Regions from separate parts of the Zea mays genome. Here region 2 is linked to region 1. The links are chromatin contacts, called in public Hi-C maps. All regions are on one chromosome and are shown on one strand. The core of a region is the stretch at or near the end of the contact, and the rest is flanking DNA. Distances in the headings are between cores, read along the strand shown.

Region 1 (3,585 bases), core at 550-3,049:
CACGGCGCGTGGCCGTGACGGGCCGGTGAAGGCGGCCGGCGGGGACGAGGAGTCGCCGTCTTGGGCGCCGCCATCGCCGTCGCCGTCGGCGGCTTTCGTCTTCTGGAACACCCTGCACAGCACCCAGTCCTCCTGCAGCGATTGCCATTGCTCAATTCAGACTTGAGAGATAGAACTGATAAATGCTGGCACATATAATTGGTCCATGTGTAATATATCTTTATCAGTGCATGCAACGTACTCCTAGTTTGGAGGTGAGGCCGTCCGCCAATTATCGTACTGTACTCGTCCGATCCGTAGCCATATATTGGAGCGCTAGTGTGCTAGTAGGTGGTGGCTCGGGCACGAGGGGGGGGAACTAGCGTGGAACCAATTATTTGTGCAGCGCAGGGAAGCAGGCAGTCAAATATGGCTGGCCCACAGTCTGTGCCTTGCTGGCTGCTTTTACGCTCCTCGTACGAACTACTGTAGTACTGTACGTGCGTGTGTCTGTCTGGCGCCGCCTGTGCATGGGCATGGCCGATCTATCTATCCGCGCGCCTGTGCTGGTCGAGGTCGAGGACGCCGTCCTTGCACTGATGCTTTGCAGTCGCAGTCGCACTCGCGCACAAGGAGCAATTAACTAATAATAATAATAACGCGTTGTGAACAGGCCGAAATCTCGGCCCATCATCAAGTCTAGATTATGTGCTAATATAAGTGGGCTGTGGGAACAGCATCGGTCGCGCAGGACGGGGACGTTCTTGAGATGGGGACGACAGGATCAGACGTTTCTTCACGTGCTGGTGTTTTGTTGCAAGCTGATTGAAGTCGACGACGCACGCAATCCACAATGAATGATTGCGAGCGAATAAGCTGGCGGTGTCCCCGGCCGCGCGCGGCATGCACCTAACGCCGTCACCCGTGTTAATTAATATATTAGAGCGAGATTATATTGAGCAGTTATATACTTATATATATTATATATATATTGGTTATAAGTAAGCGCAGCTGGACGGACGATTATACATACTGGCAATATCTGAACCCGTGTTAATTAGGTTAGTTACGTGTATAGGCTATAGAGCAATGTGTAATGCTGTACGTAACATGCACGCACGGCGTAGTACGTACCCTTGGCGGCGAATGCGGGGTGTCGAGGCGGAACTCGTGCATGACCCAGCCGGACTTGACGCCGTTGGGGGCCCTGCCCCGGTAGAAGACGAGCGTCTTGCGCATGCCGACGACGACGGCGGTGGCGCTGCTGCTGCTGCGCACCTCGCGGTCCTTGCCCGTGGCCTTCCAGTAGCCCGTCCTGGTGGCGCGGTTGGTGCGCGACCCCGTGGCGTACTTGCGGTCCCGGAAGCTGAAGAAGTACCACTCGGTGGCCGTCAGCTTCGCCACCTCTGCACGCGCACCGCACCGACGACCCACCAGTTAATTAGACGCATGCACCACGACGACGACGATGATCATATCGATCAAGCTAGCTAGCTAGTTCACTTCACACACGTACGTACGAACTGACCTGGGAGCTCCCACGGCTCGCGGGCGTGCAGGTCCACCTCGACGAGCGTCCCCTGCGCGATGCGCTCGTTGGCCACCTTCTTGTGGAGGTAGTGGCACACCAGCTCCTCGTCGCTCGGGTAGAACCTGAACCCCGGTGGCAGCGTCGACTCGATCTCCCTCAATGCCATCGCTCGCTAGCTAGCTAGCTGGAAGCCTGGAGGTCGATCGAAGAGACACGCCTCTTCGATCAGTACGCAGCGCCTGGAGCCCTGGACTCTATCCGACTCGATGATTCTCTCCGAACAAAGGCGGTATACAACAAGTATGTGTGTGACCGGAGTTGGTCGCGAGGGAACTCCGTTATATAGAGGAGGCTACTTGGCTCTAGCTACTTGGCTCTAGCTACTTGGCTCTATCTGCTGAGGCAACAAGTGAAACGAACCGATCTAGCTACTTGGCTCTAGCTAGCCCCTAGCTAGCTATAGGCGTACAGGTGGAAAGATTCCAAGCAACGCGCATCCGGTCATGCCGCCCGTGCTCCGATCGGATCCGATCCACCTGCTACACGGTGCATGCGCGAGATCACCATGAGATTGCTCGCCCCAACCGCCGGCAGCGTTCTTATTATTAGCCGCGTGACACGCGAGCCAAATCGATGTACACCTACTAGCCCTAGTACTTTTTGTCCGTGTAAAAGGTCTCTCGATCAGCTACTAGCTCTCCGATCCGGCCGGCCTTGACGTGCGGTCGTTTTACGTGTGCGCGTGCATGTTTCCGGGCGGAGGCAAGGCAAGGGCTGTTCGATTAGCTAGAGGTTTTGTTCGATTAGCTTCCAATTCATGTAGTTTGAATAAAATTAGGTCGATTTAAATTCTAATTAAATTAAACTTATTAATTTTTTTCAATTACATCTAATCTATAAATAAGGAGAATAATCGAACAAGACATTAATGACGTGGGAACCAGGGATCGCCATCAACTTGATTATTCCGCAATTGAGGTCGTTAATTAGCTATAGCTAGCGGCCGGGTGGATAGCTATACATCGTACGCGGCGATCGTGACGTGCGTGCGAGTTCCTACTCGTGCACGCCATATATATCAGCTATAGCTAGCTCGATCGCCTTCGGCCATCGTGCGAAGCTTTAATTTATTAGCTTTATAATTTTACTCAGCTGAAGATTAGCTATACGACTGTTTAAATCGTAGCTAAATATATTTCAGATCATTTTATCTAAACGGCGAATTAGTGTGGTCCTTTGGAATAAAGGATTGAGTTCCTAAATATTTTTTATAAAATTCCTAATTACGAAATATGGGTCTACTATTGTAGAGAGATTTTGTAGGATTTCTTACATGAGATCTAACCTCTTGGAAAATTTTCCTATACAATTGCAAGTGTCATGCAACTCTATTCCTGTATATATTTTTATGTTTTATCAATCCTACGTTCCAAATGATTAATATATATATATATATATTTCGGTCTTCAGGTAAAGTTTAGATATATATATATATATACCTGTCGTTGTAGCTAGAATCGTTTGGATCCTTACGCGCGTAGCAGTAGCTGATAAATCTAAACAGGGACAGCATTCACATGTGTTTGCATCTTGCATTGGACGGGCGTAAGTCGTTATAACAGGGTTCAAGCCACTTCGGCCATCAACATCATCAAAGAATTTCAAGTACTATTGTATATGGCATGGTCCAGAGAAAACGAATCATAAGCGTTGTCCCCTGACGCCATTGTGTTAGACGTCGCTAGCCTTACGTATAACATGTGGTTACGAGACGGTTTAGGTACCGTGTACTCATCTATATACCCTCACTGAAGATTGTATAGTTTTCATGGTAAACAGTGTGCGCGGTTTTTATCATCGCTAGCATCCATCAATTCGTTATAATGGAAGTTTTCATCATAACTGGTGATAAGTTTTGGTACCCTACAACTAATCAAAACTATTTATCCTTGCTCTTTCTCTCGGTATATACTCATTATTGTAATAATGCAACATCCTTATATAAGCTGGAAAAGAATTCTCACCTGTCATTGACATAAAGCTAAATCCTTCATCTGCCATCAAAGAAACATAAT
Region 2 (3,378 bases), core at 852-3,351, 140 kb before region 1:
TATTTTCAATCAAATTTATGTGTTTTGTAAATGGTGAGATTCGAACTCGCAATATATCTCTCACGCATACTCTCCTGTACCACTACACTACTATACAAGTTATATACATATTACGTTTTTATTCCTCATGTACTATAACAAACCGAGAGTAATTTAATTATTTAAGGCACTAAATGAGTTCATTTGAAAATGTAACCAACTATAAAGTTGCATAACTTTTTGAGATCTACAAGTTTTATTTTAATAGTTTCTACATCCGAGACCGTTTACAAAATTTGAATTTTAAATTTAAAAACTTCACATAAATTTTTCAATGATAAGATGATTTTAAATCAAAAAGTTGTCAATTACAAAGTTTCATTACATTTCAATACCTACGACTTTTATTTTGGTGGTTTTTCCATCCGAGATAGTTTGAAAAATTCAAATTTCAAAATTCAAACATAGTTTTGCATAACAAGATGATTTCAAACCAAAACATTGTCAACTACAAAGTTTCATAACTCTTCAATACCTACAACTTTTATGCTGGTGGTTTTTTCTTTCGAGATCGTTTTTAAAATTCAAATTTTAAATTTTTTAAATTCAAAATTAGTTTCGTTGACAATATGACTTCAAATGAAAAAGTTATCAACTACAAACTTCTATAACATCTCAAGATCTACAAAGTTTATTTTGGTTGTTTGGTCATTTGTTTATCTCACATGATGGTTCTAACAATATGCACAAATTCTATACGTCTCTCTCGTAGTTTAATAAACTACGAGAGAGATAGGTTTTATGAACAAATTTATTTTTATTTTATCATATGAAGAAATGTTTAATATATAAATTGTACATCATGATGAATTATATAAATTTGTAGTTGAAAACTTTTTCATTTGAATTAATTTACTGCTTTAAAATACGATTTTTAAATTGTTTTTACCTAGTGTTGGAAAAAACACTATGCAAAGAGCTCTTTGCCGAGATTTGTATTTATGACACTCGGTAAAGAGCCTTTTGCCGAGTGTCAAAAAAATACACTCGGTAAAGAAACTCTTTGTCGAGTGTCAAAAATAAAACACTCAGCAAATAGTTTCTTCGCCCGAGTGTTTTCTTTTACCGAGGATTTTTTGCGTGGCACTCGGCAAAAAGTTTATTTGCCGAGTGCCCGAAAAAAACACTCGGTAAAGAATACGGCACTCTGCAAAGTGTCAAATTCCGGTAGGGATGGCACATGCATTGTATATCATGACCGGTGCTTGGCCTCAACAAATAAACTGCTCCTGCTTTAATTTTACAGAATTGGTACTCTTTATAGCGGGTAAATAAAGGCGTTGCAGAAGTACTGCAATGCAAAAAAAAAAAAATTGGCGGCAGTCAGAGGAATCTAATCAAAGCTCCAAGAGAGGAGGGAGATTTCTTTGAGCGAATGATGGCTCGTATAGGTCGTAGCTGGAACCCGGAGAGGCTGGAGCACATTTCACAACTGGGGTTCCGGGGCAGAGTTTTTTTTTCTTCCGTTTGTCGTTTCACAAGGACAAGCAAGGAGCCGCATTTATTACAGGCTCCGGCTCCGAGGGCTTGCCCCCGCGGGTGGGCCCGTACCGTCACCATTCGTATGGACAGGTGCGGCCCCCACCTCTTTAGGGTTCGTCCTTTGAATGCTGGACGCCCTAGATATGTCCTGTGCGGCTGTGCGCCCGTCACGGAGCCAAGGGCGCCCCGAGCGGCCGCGCCCCCGGGCCTTGGTCCTTGGACTCTCAGGCGGGACCCTGGCCGTGTCCACCGCGCATCCGGCGACGGCCGTCGACGGGGGGCAGCGAGGACACCGACACCGTTTGTTTGCACTATACAAACGGAGGCCAGGGCGGGGCCTGCCAAGCTGCCGCCATTGCTTTCACCCACCCCAAGCCACCGCTTCCACTCGATCGAGAGAGAGAGGGAAGTGACGGAAAAAATATTTTTTTACCTTAGTGATGTCGCCTCTCACCTCAGTGTCCTTGTCATCCCTTTCACCTAAGCCCTAAACAGTACCGCGTCTCCGGAGTCTCTGTTCCCGTCTCCCAGTTGCTCCGTAGATCTCCCTTTTTTAGGCCAAACAATCCAGCCACCACCACGCCTGCACATCCCCACTCCTAAAAATAGTAGCCGGCGGCATGCAAATACGATACCCCACGCCTTCTTCCCGTTCATGATATGGAGCTCTCCTCCTCAGATCAATAATGGGCCTATATATGAGACGCACGAGCAACGCCAGTTAGCAACCAGCCACCACTACCAACCCTCCAGTCTCAGTCTCCGTCTCCTGCTGAGCAACAAGGGTATGTATGCACCTGTAAGGCTGTAACTTAAGCTACTCTCCAAGTCCAAGCAAGTTCCTTTTTTTTCCTCATCTCTTCTCCTTGCGGAATCTCGAGCCAGCTTCAGCAGTTCAGAGATTCTGCTGGAGCCTGGAGGAAGCTTCTCTACCCACCACTCCGACGCGGCCGCCGTCGACGAGATCAGCCGCGCCGTCGCCACCAAAGGTACACACTTGCTTGTTGGGAGCGCGCGCGCCAATGACTGGATGCTGCCCCCTCCAAGAAATTACTGTAGAATCCATTCCCCACATGTAATTTTACTGAGCTCATATCATACACTAATCTTGCTCTGAAAAATAATGTTTCTTGCAAGTATCCTTTTCCTTTATGCATAAATATGAAAAATGCATCGCCTTCACACTCACATGCATGGACAATTGGACAGGCAAAAGAAGAGATCGAGCTCGAGGCTCGAGCTCGAGCAGGCAGCAGGGAGGGGGCACCCAGATATATAGATCCCCCAAAAGGTGCATGTAATCATCGGCTGCGTCGTCACGTCAGTCGTTCATGTGTTTGTATCTGATTCGTGGATGCCAGATTAATTGATGGACCTGTCCCCGAACCCCGAGAGCCCGGGAAGCGGTGGTGATGGCGGCGGTGGCGGAGGCGGAGCCGGGGGATCGAGCAGCGGCGGGGCGTCTCCGTCGGCGGGCTTCGGCACGCCGCAGACGCCGAGCCGGTACGAGGCGCAGAAGCGGCGGGACTGGAACACGTTCGGGCAGTACCTGCGGAACCACCGGCCGCCGCTGAGCCTGGCGCAGTGCAGCGGTGCGCACGTGCTGGAGTTCCTGCGCTACCTGGACCAGTTCGGCAAGACCAAGGTGCACACGCCGGCGTGCCCCTTCTTCGGCCACCCGAACCCGCCCGCGCCGTGCCCCTGCCCGCTGCGCCAGGCCTGGGGTAGCCTCGACGCGCTGGTGGGCCGCCTCCGCGCTGCCTTCGAGGAGAACGGGGGCCGCCCGGAGTCCAACCCCTTCGCGGCGCGCGCCGTCCGCCTCTACCTCCGCGAGGTCCGCGAGCACCAGGCCCGCGC

What was found. A called contact is a pair of places that touch in the nucleus more often than the background predicts.
Region 2: a Hi-C map of ear shows a contact between it and region 1, with 6 times the contacts expected there. The contact joins the promoter of LOC100274783 here to the promoter of LOC100217205 in region 1. A contact is called at or near these places in 6 of 25 Hi-C or Micro-C datasets (ear, leaf, root tip and 2 more).

The regions. Positions count from the first base shown.
Region 1 is chr4:147,413,087-147,416,671 of Zm-B73-REFERENCE-NAM-5.0, reverse strand. LOC100217205 reads right to left here and starts at 1,799. Exons shown (of 3, transcript NM_001143563.1): 1 at 1,508-1,799; 2 at 1,114-1,385; 3 at 1-132. The coding sequence starts at 1,676.
Region 2 is chr4:147,549,294-147,552,671 of Zm-B73-REFERENCE-NAM-5.0, reverse strand. LOC100274783 (putative protein of unknown function (DUF640) domain family protein) reads left to right here and starts at 2,101. Exons shown (of 3, transcript NM_001149066.1): 1 at 2,101-2,306; 2 at 2,407-2,510; 3 at 2,731-3,378. The coding sequence starts at 2,891.